Linked DNA regions of Mus musculus: all the other regions are linked to region 1. Evidence: chromatin contacts called from public Hi-C data. All regions are on one chromosome and are shown on one strand. The core of a region is the stretch at or near the end of the contact, and the rest is flanking DNA. Distances in the headings are between cores, read along the strand shown.

Region 1 (2,667 bases), core at 58-2,557:
ATCTGAACTGATTTGCTTGTGTCTAAAATTCCGGAGACCAGAGTAAGAAAAGGTAACAGCGTGCCAGCGATCAGTACACGTCAGCCCGCTGGCCCAGCAGTAGCCAGGGACTTACCCTGATTGATTTCCCTTCCCTATTTCCGTTTCTATGCATAGCTGTGGAAAGAAGTAAAAATATCAAGATAACACCTTCAGGCCATAATGCTGGGATTCCGCCTTGCCATCTCTCTCAATAGAGAATTAAACACGCACAGAATTCCTGTCACAGCCCAGCGGTGACAGATCCCTTCTTTGAGAATGAATTTATTCTGCAGGCAAAAACTCTCATATTATTCATGTAAACTTCATGGAATGTGTTCTTGCAAATAGCACATGCTTAATAAATATGGTTTAAAAGATAGATGGTCAGAAATAATACTAAAAACACCGGGAAGGAGACAACAGAAAAATTCTTGCTGGTTATTCTGCTTTTTAGGGTGGGAAAATAAAACGCCACATCACACACTACACAAAAGCCATGGAAGTGTATTATCACAAGTGGATAGATGTTCCTACATGTGCAGTAGCTGGGAAACTCTAGCTTCTGTGGGACATTTATTTTTCAGCTAACAAAATAGCCCAGTGCTTCCCTGTAGGTAGGTATTGCTTCACATTTATTGTAACCCTTTTAAAGTCCCTTCTAGAAACCACAAGTTTATATGCCCTACCCCACTTAACTTTTTATTCTTTATATGTTTCCTGTGAAGATAGACAGATTGAGCTGCTCCTTACCAAACACTTATTGGTAACCGGGTAATGAGAGTCCGTGTGGTGTCTTCCTCTCCCTCCACCTCCACCCCACGCATACACCGGCAGAGGCCCACTTTTTCAGTAAGAACTCACTCGGTGGAAGCATTTAAAATGGATGGAAAGATAGAACGCAGCCAGAATGTCCTTCTAAAAGACAGTGAAATGCATGCTAATCTAATTGCCCAAGAGTGCACGGTGGGCTTTGAGAGCAAGTCTTCTGCATTGGCGCCCCCTGCTGGATTTGAGCGTGAATTGTCTCTGAAATTGAAAACGTACCTTTACAGCTGAGGGCATGCTACTCAAGTGGCAAACCCAGCCTACTTCTAGAATACCTTTCTTCCAAGATAAACATGCGAAGTGATTCCTAAGCTGGCTTCCCAAGAGCAGAAATACTCACGTAGAAAATTACAGCTGAAACTCAAAATAGGGAAGAAAAACGTGCCCCTGGGATGTTTGTTAGGGAGATCTATGACCTGCATGGGAAGGCAGAGGAAATCCTGGGTGAGCTGCTGAGTAAACCCCTGTATAAGAGCACTGCATCTGGGCATCTGAATGTGAATTTCTTTTTAACTGCCAGAAACAGTTCCTTACATTCCTAAGACTTGTTTCCTTCTCTGACTGTATTCTCCAGTTAAGGATCCTCTCTGTCTCTGTCGTAGTCACACTAGAAGGGACATAGGAACCAGACTAATTTTAAAGGCAGCCTGTCACCTACAGACTTCAGACCTTTTGTGAAATCTACATTATGAAGTCTGTCTGTTCGAGGAAAGCTGGCAGATCTTCTCCTGCTTGTTCAGTCCATTTGGTAGGGAGGAAGGGAAGAAATAATTGGCTAAATTTTTGGCACGTGTTCTCGAACCAGCTTGGCCTTATTAAGGGAACAAGAACAACCGTGATGGCTATTTCCTCCCAAGAACAAAAATCAGTGCTGTCATCCTCATGAAGATTCTCAACAGCAGGTGCTGTGTGGTGCTGTTAAATATGTCACTTACTGCAGTGGATTTAAAGACACACCGAGAAGTCCCTAGCTTCTCATATTCAAAATTGCTCTGTTCTCCGCAAGCTGAACAAACGGAGTAGATCCTGTACATACTCAGGTATTAATTGACTGCAGTCTTGTTCACAGTGGATGCTGTCCGGTGGATTGCTTTCAGAGTATCTTGGTAATGGGTCTCTCCAAGTTCTAGGGTTGTTGTTTTATCTCTGCTAGTCAAGCCCCCCTCCCCGCCCTCGGGGAGGATTCTCATACGTCTGCTTTTGCATGAAGAACAGGTAGCAAAACAGCCCATGCCTACCTTCCCAGCACTCAGGAGATACAATCGTGAAAACTGCAAGGTCAAGGCCAGACTGGACACAGAGTGAAACCCTGTCTCAAAGCTCAAATCAAACCAAACCAGAAAAGAATGAGCAGCACCAAGGGGTGGCACTGAAAACACAGTAAGATCATAAGTGTTGGTAACTTAGGCCTACTTGTGGGCCAGGGATGGAGAGGGCACGGCAGTCTTTCTGCTCTGGGACATTGGCTAAGGTGGCAACTCTGCATCCTACAAGCAGCTGGGATGGACTAGAAGATGCAACACTGTCTCCCTAATGGGTCTTGCTTCCTCACAGCTTGGTCCCATGGCCCTCTCTGTCCAGGGTAGTCTAGTCTGAACTGCATTGCAGTTATGGCTCCCTTTCCCAAAGGAGAAAGCAAGAACTGTCACTCTGAGGCAGCTCAGAAGGCTCAAGACATCATTTCTACCTTAACCCCTTGGTCAAACAAGTAACAAGACATATTGTGTCCACACAGAAGGGAGTTAGCTGCTGCTCCTGGACAAAAGGCCTTATGATCATTTGTACTTCATATTGCTAGCTTCTTATTTTCAGTCCTCTGTA
Region 2 (2,667 bases), core at 120-2,619, 440 kb before region 1:
CTGAGATAGACCACTAGCTTTGCCGGAGAACTCATACATGGACATCTTGGAGTTCTAATCAGGTCTCAATTGCACAGTGGAGAGGGAAACTGAACCTCCATCAACTATAAAGCAGCAGAGAGGCAAATGCTTAGCAGTCTAGAAAGCTCTTGTTAAAGCCATGGTCGTGTGCAATCTTCTGGCTAGGAAGCCGTGCTTCACCTGAGGCCAACCATCTGTTCATATATGCAGACTGTGGGGTGTGGAACCTTTCTTTAACTACTCCATGGAGATTTCTTTTGATGTTCTTCCTCATAATGCTACCTCTCCCCCTGCAAACCAAGACCCTATTCTGGACTGAAGGAGTCACTGGAGGAATCCTTTGCTTTACTTAGTGGGTACCTTGAAGCTGAAGCTGAAGCTGAAGCTGAATGACACAGAAGACACTCCACTCTGTCTTTTCAAACTCGAAGTTGGTTTTCCTCTGTGCTGAAGGAAGGTAGAAGCTTTGTTGCATCACGTACACATTTTGGAGGCTCTGCCAGACAAGTATTTTTTAACTATGTATCTTACACAAACAGATTGTTATTGAAAATGTTAAGTACCATCTCTATGTCATTTCAATTGTTTACTCTGTGCCTTGTGAGAGAAGTGCAACACCTGTGATTTTCCTCTTTGTCACTTTAAGTAGCATACCTACAGATGTGGCTTGATGAGCTATGATACTCTATAGAGGCAGAGTATCAGCCTGGGGCATATCTGGCTCTAGCTCTCATTTTCTATCTAAGGTTTTAGACCTTATCTGATGTTACCTATATTGTGGCGTCTCTCTCTCTCTCTCTCTCTCTCTCTCTCTCTCTCTCTCTCTCTCTCTCTCTCTCTCTGTGTGTGTGTGTGTGTGTGTGTGTGTGATAAGCATGTTTAAGGAGTATGCAAGCCAGAGGGGAACATCAAGTGTCCTCTTCAGTCACTGTCTACCTGGGATTTGCTGGGTATGCTGCCTGGTCAGCAAACACTAGTAACTCTCCTACTTCTGTCCCAGTCATGGCTGGCACTGGAGTTATGGGCATGTGCAGCAATACCTGCTTTAATATTTGACTACTGAGATTCCAAATCTAGGTTCTCATGATTATACAGTAAAGGCAAACTCACTAAGTCATCTCCCAGCCCCAAGATATTGGTTCTTATTACATGGAAAATAGTGGGCTCTGCCACTTCCCTGTGCCACCATTCAAATACTAAACCAGGGTTTATTGAAGAGTTGAATAGGTTTCTTCACCTTCGGAAACAGAATTAGAAGTCGACTGAAGAAATTTCCCATCATTCCCCTGAACACTGCCACTACGCATGCAATTCTCATGCTAATTTGACAAGGCAAAGGACACAGTTTCCACACTACAGATCACAAAGGAATGGTGACACTTTAGCTTCTGGTGCCAAGGTTATTTTTTCCCCTTCTTGGCAGAGGTCTTTGAACATATGCAGTGTTAAAAATTATTTGTCACTTTTGTTTTGGAATCACATGGGGGGGGGCAGGAGGGAAGGAAAGGAAGAGTGTAAGAACTGCCTTATGTTACTCACATGAAATGCCTTAGGATCATTGTGGCTCTTAAAGGTGGGGCTTAAATGAAACGTGAAATGATGCTTAAATTGATGATTGAAAATTATATCTCTCATTCTATGCACCCAGCCCCTGGAGATGGTTGTTTACAAGGAACACAGTGTGCTTTCCTTCAGCTCTCTGTAACATGGCATATGGCCAGTAGACAGAGGCCTCGAAGGAGCATGTGACATCCTCAGAATTCCCTTCTGGCAATGACTTCATTTTAGTATCAATGGCAGCCATAGTTTTGAGGGGGTATCTAAGGTTAGAATCAGTGTTTGGAACACAAAGTCCCATCTTCATATCCTGTGCAAGAATGGAGTTATGCTAATAAGAATCAGCAACCTCATATGCTCCTCTAAAATAGTATCTTTGGACTTGTTCAAGAGGATCTGTAGGTGGAAGCCATGATGCTCATCAGCTGTGACATAACTGAAGAAATTGATTCACAGGCTTTCGGACATGCTATGCTGCATTTACTCAAGAATAACTCTGATGATTTGTGCATTATAGGATTCCCCATTCTTCCCTCCCTCCCTCTTTTCCTCCTTTCATTTCTTCTTTTTTTTCTATCTCACAAAATGTTTCCTACTCTTAGAATATCTGTGCTGAAATTGTGAGAAGTACTAGATTGCTTGTCAGAAGCCAGTCTTGTCCTTTTGTCTTATTATTCTTAATCCTACTTTTAGAGGTAAAGCCAAGCCTTAAGGAATCTTCTATCTCTTGGCAAGATGTTCCAAAATTTGGGGCTAACATATCTTGCTCTGTGCAAGAGCTAACCAAATAGATGGTATGCCCTCCCTCACACTACCTCACCATCTGTGCAATGGGCACTCTAGTCTTTAGGTTGGTTTTGTGCTCCATACTTATTTGTTCCTGAAGACCCATATGTCTTAGGATAATGTAATTTAGCAAGCCCACTGCCAGTTAGCCACCATGCCTCCAGGTATGTCAATCAAAAACTCTGAGACATGGAGGTAAGGCTATCCATATGCTCTGTCCCACTCTTCTTACTTCATGAGGAAAAGCTTCTTCAGCCTCATTGTTAGTTTTTTCTCAAGAGGAGAGAAAAGACCTGTCTTGGA
Region 3 (2,667 bases), core at 45-2,544, 410 kb before region 1:
TAATGGAATAATGTATGATAAAGTTTCTATATTTAAAAACAGAAAATCTTTTCTTTTTTTCAACAAAAGCAAGTTTCAAACATCATCAAGCTCCAAACAGTTCCATATTTTTTCCTCTCCAACACTGGAGTGACAACCAGACTCCACCAAGTCTGCCTTTTTCTGTAGGTGATAATTTCATTAACTCAGGTTCTCATGCATACATAGCAAACATTGTACCAACTTACCTGTCTCTTCAATCTCTAGTGATATTTTATTATCGGGGTCATCAGATGCTGGGGTCATATACTGTGATCATTCTATGGTCTCTGCCTATCTCTATCATCTAAATCCATCTATATCTCCTCAGCTCCTCTTATATCATCTATATATTATAATCTATCTGTTGTATATATATGCATATCTAGACCCCGTCTGTGTGTATGTTTGTGTATGTGTATGCATACTACTGAATGTGGGACTGTAGCCCAATAGTAGAGTGCTTGCCTGTTGAGTACAAGGTTCTGTCCCTAAGTTCTATTACCCAGTGCAAACAAACGAACAAACAAACAAACAAAGAAACAGAAGCAAATCCTCTCAAAACCTAAGTTGCAGTGTAGCTGGAGAGAGGAAGGAGGCAGAGCAGAGAACCAAGACTGACTATATGTTTTTATGCAACAGCAAAAGTTCTGCTTTGATTATTTCCCTACGAAGAGGTGTGTTGATTCTTAAGATCAATGCTATATTAAGGTGTAAAAACTGTATTACCAACATTATTTGGTCAGGAAAGAAATAAATGCATATTCAGAAATCAGTGAACCACATTGGAAATACAGAAGCTCTGCCAGCTGGTAGTTGGCATGGCAATTGTGCTTGGCAGAATTGGCTTTTTATTGTTTTATTTTTGGATATACTGGGAAGAGAATGTTAAGACCTCATGCATGCTAGGGATATTCTGTCCCACTAAGTTACCTCTTCTGTCCAGGTATCTGGATTCCGAAGGGAAATACTCTATGCTTCCCTGTGAAGTGACATCCCAGGTAGCAAATAAGAGTCCCTCACCATTTAATCAGGGGAAGATATATAATTTCAAAGCAATCAGCCTTTCATAGCTGCAGTTCAGGCATCCGGTTTGCTTCACAATTTTGCAAGCAAGTCTGTTACTACACATCAGAACTCAGAGAGATATGACCGTTTGGTAACAGTTGTGATGGGAGAATGCCAAAGCATTATGTTAAATAAAAACTTTAAGCAAGAGGGAAGCAAGCTCACTCTCTCAGCTTCTGCCTGCCACCCCCTCTGAGCTTGCAGCTTCAAGCTGTGAAGGACTGTACCAGCAAAATTGCCTGTGTTTCCCAGAGAAAAATGAAAGGAACCTACTAGACATCCGTAAATATTTCTAAGTGTTTGGGTTTCCACGTGTCTTAAGTGTGAATGAGAATAATTCAAGTAAATGGCTCCTCACTCATTTTTCTACAATAATATTGGCAGAGCTTAGTTAATGGGATTCAACTATCTGTTCTGCTCAGTAATGTAATGCAATTGTAGGAAATAAATTCTCTGAAAGGGAATTTCATCTCCTACAGCTTTACAAAGCATCAGTGTTGAGGCTTGATGGAGAAAATGAGTTAAAAATAAAATGAGAGGTTTGTGCATTCACTATTTAATAGCCAAGAAAATCTGTTCTCACCACCACCACACATCAAACCCTTTCCAGATTCCTCTCTATATCATCTCCCCTGTGAGCCCACAAAGATGGTCTGTGACCATTAAGATTTCTGAATTTCATCAGCAAAGCCACAAATCAGAAAGATTTGACAGAGTGCATCAGTGATAGGATACGCCCACTTTTCATGAGACTGGCACCAGGAAAGCGGGGAAGAGAAGCTATTTAAGAGCAGCACCAGTAGAGTCGGTTCAGTCAGATCCCTTGAGTTTTTTGAGTCACTCAGGAGTCAGTGCAATGAGTCCGGTGTAATGGAGTTGAGTTTGTGAGTTCATACAGTTTGGTGCAGGTCAGCAGAGGCCATTGAAGCCAGAGACTAAGAAGGAGCTAGAATCTGGGTCCTGGCAAATACAGAAGTGGATGCTCACAGCCATCTATTGGATGGAACACAGGGCCCCGAATGAAAGAGCTAGAGAAAGTACCCGAGGAGCTAAAGGGGTCTGCAACGCTATAGGAGGAACAACAATATGAAATAACCAGTAACCCCCAGAGCTGTGTCTCTAGTTGCATATGTAGCAGAGGGTGGCCTAGTTGGCCATCAATGGGAGGAGAGGCCCTTGATATTGCAAAGATCATATGCCCCAGTACAGGGGAATGCCAGGACCAGGAAGCAGGACTGGGTGGGTTGAGGAGCTGGGTGGGGGGAGGGCATAAGGGGCTTTGGGGATAGCATTTGAAATGTAAATGAAGAAAATATCTAATAAAAATGCCATATATATATATATATATATACACACACACACACACATATATACATGTGCACATGCGATATCATGCTTTTCACATCACACAGAACACAAAAGATAAGATGCTCCTAAAAATCCAATAGAGCTGAGCTTGAGAAACCAGATTATACATGATAATATACAGAGTACTATAGAATTGTTCTTAAAGTACATGATTAGTAGCATTCTTTTATGTTTGTTACATGTGCACATTAGGTGTGTGTACATATGTGTGTA
Region 4 (2,667 bases), core at 68-2,567, 380 kb before region 1:
TTTGTAGGTTCACCATAATTTTTCCACTTCACACGTTAAGATTTTATTTAATGAATTACAACCAAGACATCATGACTATAATGCAAGTTACTTTCTGCCTTAAACACTAAGATATTGGTCACAAAATAAATTAAATCAGCATGTAGATATTTTTGCTATTATAAAGAAGTCCATTGAGGGGTTAATGTATAGGTGGATTAGCAGTCAAGAACATTTACTGTTCTTTCAGAGGACCCAAATTTGGTTTCCAGTATACCAGTATCCATAGATAGGTTGCTCACAACTGCCTGTAACTCCACCTCTAGGGGATCTAACATCCTTTTGTGGCCTGCACACATACATATGCACATGTGTGCACATGGGCATATGCACACACATGTATACACACATACATGTGTCCACACCAAAGTACATGCATACATACATATACATTTATAAAAATAAAATTTAAGAAAAAAAGACTTTTATTCCATTTTGTTCCTGTTTTCCTGTTCCTGGTGGGTGGACAGCCTGCAGAATGTTAGGGCAGAGGCATAGGAAATCCAAGTTTGCCTCTAGTTCCACATGTTAATGGCTGAAGTAACTAGTATTAGTTATGTAACCATCCTCCCCTTCAGGCCAATCTTCCATCTGAAAAAATTAGGGAAGAAATGAAACATTTCTTCATAAGGTTCAAACAATTCTTCTACACTGAATATGACTGAATTGATCATTCATCTTCAAGGAACAGATGTGACATTCATGCCTGAATCTGTTCGCCTGATCATTAAAGCATGACCTAAAAATTAGTCAAATCTGGCATTTTTTTTCTGGACACATCTTTTTTCTGTTTTCCAATCTTGGACACATAATTTTGCTCCCAAATGAGTCTGGTTTACGTCTTAAAGAGAGGGGCAATGGATTGGGCAAAGGGCAAGGACTAAACCAGACGATCAAAGCCACCTAACTCCCAGATGGCCTGATCTAAAAGGCTGCAAGTATTTCTTGCTTAAATTGCATGCCGAAAAGCAGGGGATATTTTAGGAATCTAGAAGAGGATACAGTGTTGAAGATGCTAATGCTTTCAGCACTGTCGAGAACAGCAGAGGTCAGACTTCTTTACTGAGCCAGGGAGTGACTTAAGAGAAGGCTGACTTCCTGCCCTCATCAGGGTCCATTTATAGCACCGTGGTTGCTATTGTCTGAACACCCTTCTTCTTCAAAGTGTTGGCAAATTGGACGAACTCTCATTATGCTTTAGACTGCAGTGAGCATGAATTATGCAGTCGACTTCAACACTTCCCAACAGCATGTGCAAAGTGAACCAGAAAGATAAAGAGAGCGGGCTTTCCTCCAGAATCGGTGGATTTGCTCAGCTTTGGAATTTTGCTGACAGTCTGTGAGGTTATCACTTCCTCCCACTTCAGAGCTGAGCCTCCCATTTGGGCTCTTTGATTGGACTGTGTTCAGACATCCTCGATTTTACTTGGTGCCTGAAGACTAAATTCACTGGTGACCTTTCCTTGTCAGGCAACATCATTTGAGTACTTTATCTGTCCTTAGTAGGGTGTCATCTTTATTGTTTGTGAAAATAAAACCTTTCTCTAAAATGAAGAGAGGTGAAATGTAAGGAATAGAGAGGCTTGGGTGGAACTTTAGAAAACACTGTGCCTACGGTTATTTTATGCTGAGTTATTTATCAGGAAAGCTTCATTAGATAAGCCGCACTATGTTGTAAGCCTTTGCTCTTTCTCTATAGCCACATGAGCCTGGGGAATTAAAATCAGAACAGAGCCCTCCACTGTTTTCACCACACTGCTGCATCACTGTTTGAATACTGTGTGGAATAAGAGGCAACTCTTTAGCTGGTCCCAACAGTGGCACATATATTTTTCCTGGCTCAGTGTTCTGTGCTGCTGGGGTGACTCAGCATCAAGTCAAGCTTCCTTTATTTCCAGAATCTATTTCTCTCTTACCATTGGAGACAAGATGGTCCTAATGAAATTATAAACATAGAAATTGTATTCTGAAGTATAGACAGTCAACCTACAAAGTGTCTATAGTGACATTTTTACATTTCTGTATGACTAATGCCTAATGGCCCAACCCCAGCCTCATAATGCACAGGGGTTTTTGTTTGGTTGGTTTGGTTTTTCTTTCTTCTGTTTTGGGGTGGTGTTTGTTTGTTTGTTTGTTTGGTTGGTTGGTTGGTTGGTTTATTTCTAGCTTTGCCTGTCTTGATGCGATTGCAAGAGATGTTGAGAGCCCACAGCTGAGATCCTGACCCCTTTTGGAGTCAGGAGCCTTCATAGAAGCATGTGATATGGAAATGAAACCCATGTGTGAACGCAGAGTTAATGACTATGAAAAAAGGACTATTTCCCACCACATTTCTAGCCAGCAGCTATGATTAGCAGCATATAAGCTTTCCAGATCCCCTAATGTCCTTTAACTATATCTAAGCAGAGAGATTCTAAAATATCACATTGTAGATGCATGTCAGAAAGGAAATTCCTAATGAAAGGTATCATGCATGCTACAGGGTTGTTGGAGTTCATTGCCATCTTTTCTAAGCATACATTTCTAAATATTTCAGGAAACAGCAACTTTTCTGATGTCTTTATTCACTGGGATGACTAAGGCAAGTGTTACTATAGCCCCGCTGCTTTAACAAATAGCTGTGTGGTA

What was found. Hi-C and Micro-C count contacts between places; a contact is called where the count stands out from the background.
Region 2: a Hi-C map of cerebellum shows a contact between it and region 1, with 2.4 times the contacts expected there. The contact joins two enhancer-like sites. A contact is called at or near these places in 6 of 484 Hi-C or Micro-C datasets (cerebellar granule neurons, cerebellum, myocytes and 1 more).
Region 3: a Hi-C map of cortical neurons shows a contact between it and region 1, with 2.5 times the contacts expected there. The contact joins two enhancer-like sites. A contact is called at or near these places in 2 of 484 Hi-C or Micro-C datasets (both in cortical neurons).
Region 4: a Hi-C map of forebrain shows a contact between it and region 1, with 2.4 times the contacts expected there. The contact joins two enhancer-like sites. A contact is called at or near these places in 8 of 484 Hi-C or Micro-C datasets (cerebral cortex, cortical neurons, cranial neural crest and 4 more) and 1 of 115 datasets of contacts at active chromatin or transcription factors (neural progenitor cells).

Annotation. Positions count from the first base shown.
Region 1 is chr2:142,253,109-142,255,775 of GRCm38.p6, forward strand. The region is part of intron 11 of Macrod2 (mono-ADP ribosylhydrolase 2); the gene reads left to right. Among named protein-coding and RNA genes, the nearest start is that of Gm25583, 610 kb to the left of the region's middle. Within about 2 kb of position 1,308, at least 20 of the 459 cell types and tissues checked have an H3K27ac peak or open chromatin away from gene starts, as enhancers often do. A contact at or near this core is called in cerebellar granule neurons, cerebellum, cortical neurons and 1 more, where this site is marked.
Region 2 is chr2:141,816,277-141,818,943 of GRCm38.p6, forward strand. All of the region lies in intron 8 of Macrod2 (mono-ADP ribosylhydrolase 2), which reads left to right. Among named protein-coding and RNA genes, the nearest start is that of Gm25583, 180 kb to the left of the region's middle. Within about 2 kb of position 1,370, at least 7 of the 459 cell types and tissues checked have an H3K27ac peak or open chromatin away from gene starts, as enhancers often do. A contact at or near this core is called in cerebellar granule neurons and cerebellum, where this site is marked.
Region 3 is chr2:141,843,742-141,846,408 of GRCm38.p6, forward strand. All of the region lies in intron 8 of Macrod2 (mono-ADP ribosylhydrolase 2), which reads left to right. Among named protein-coding and RNA genes, the nearest start is that of Gm25583, 200 kb to the left of the region's middle. Within about 2 kb of position 1,295, at least 16 of the 459 cell types and tissues checked have an H3K27ac peak or open chromatin away from gene starts, as enhancers often do. A contact at or near this core is called in cortical neurons, where this site is marked.
Region 4 is chr2:141,875,339-141,878,005 of GRCm38.p6, forward strand. The region is part of intron 8 of Macrod2 (mono-ADP ribosylhydrolase 2); the gene reads left to right. Among named protein-coding and RNA genes, the nearest start is that of Gm25583, 240 kb to the left of the region's middle. Within about 2 kb of position 1,318, at least 24 of the 459 cell types and tissues checked have an H3K27ac peak or open chromatin away from gene starts, as enhancers often do. A contact at or near this core is called in cortical neurons and forebrain, where this site is marked.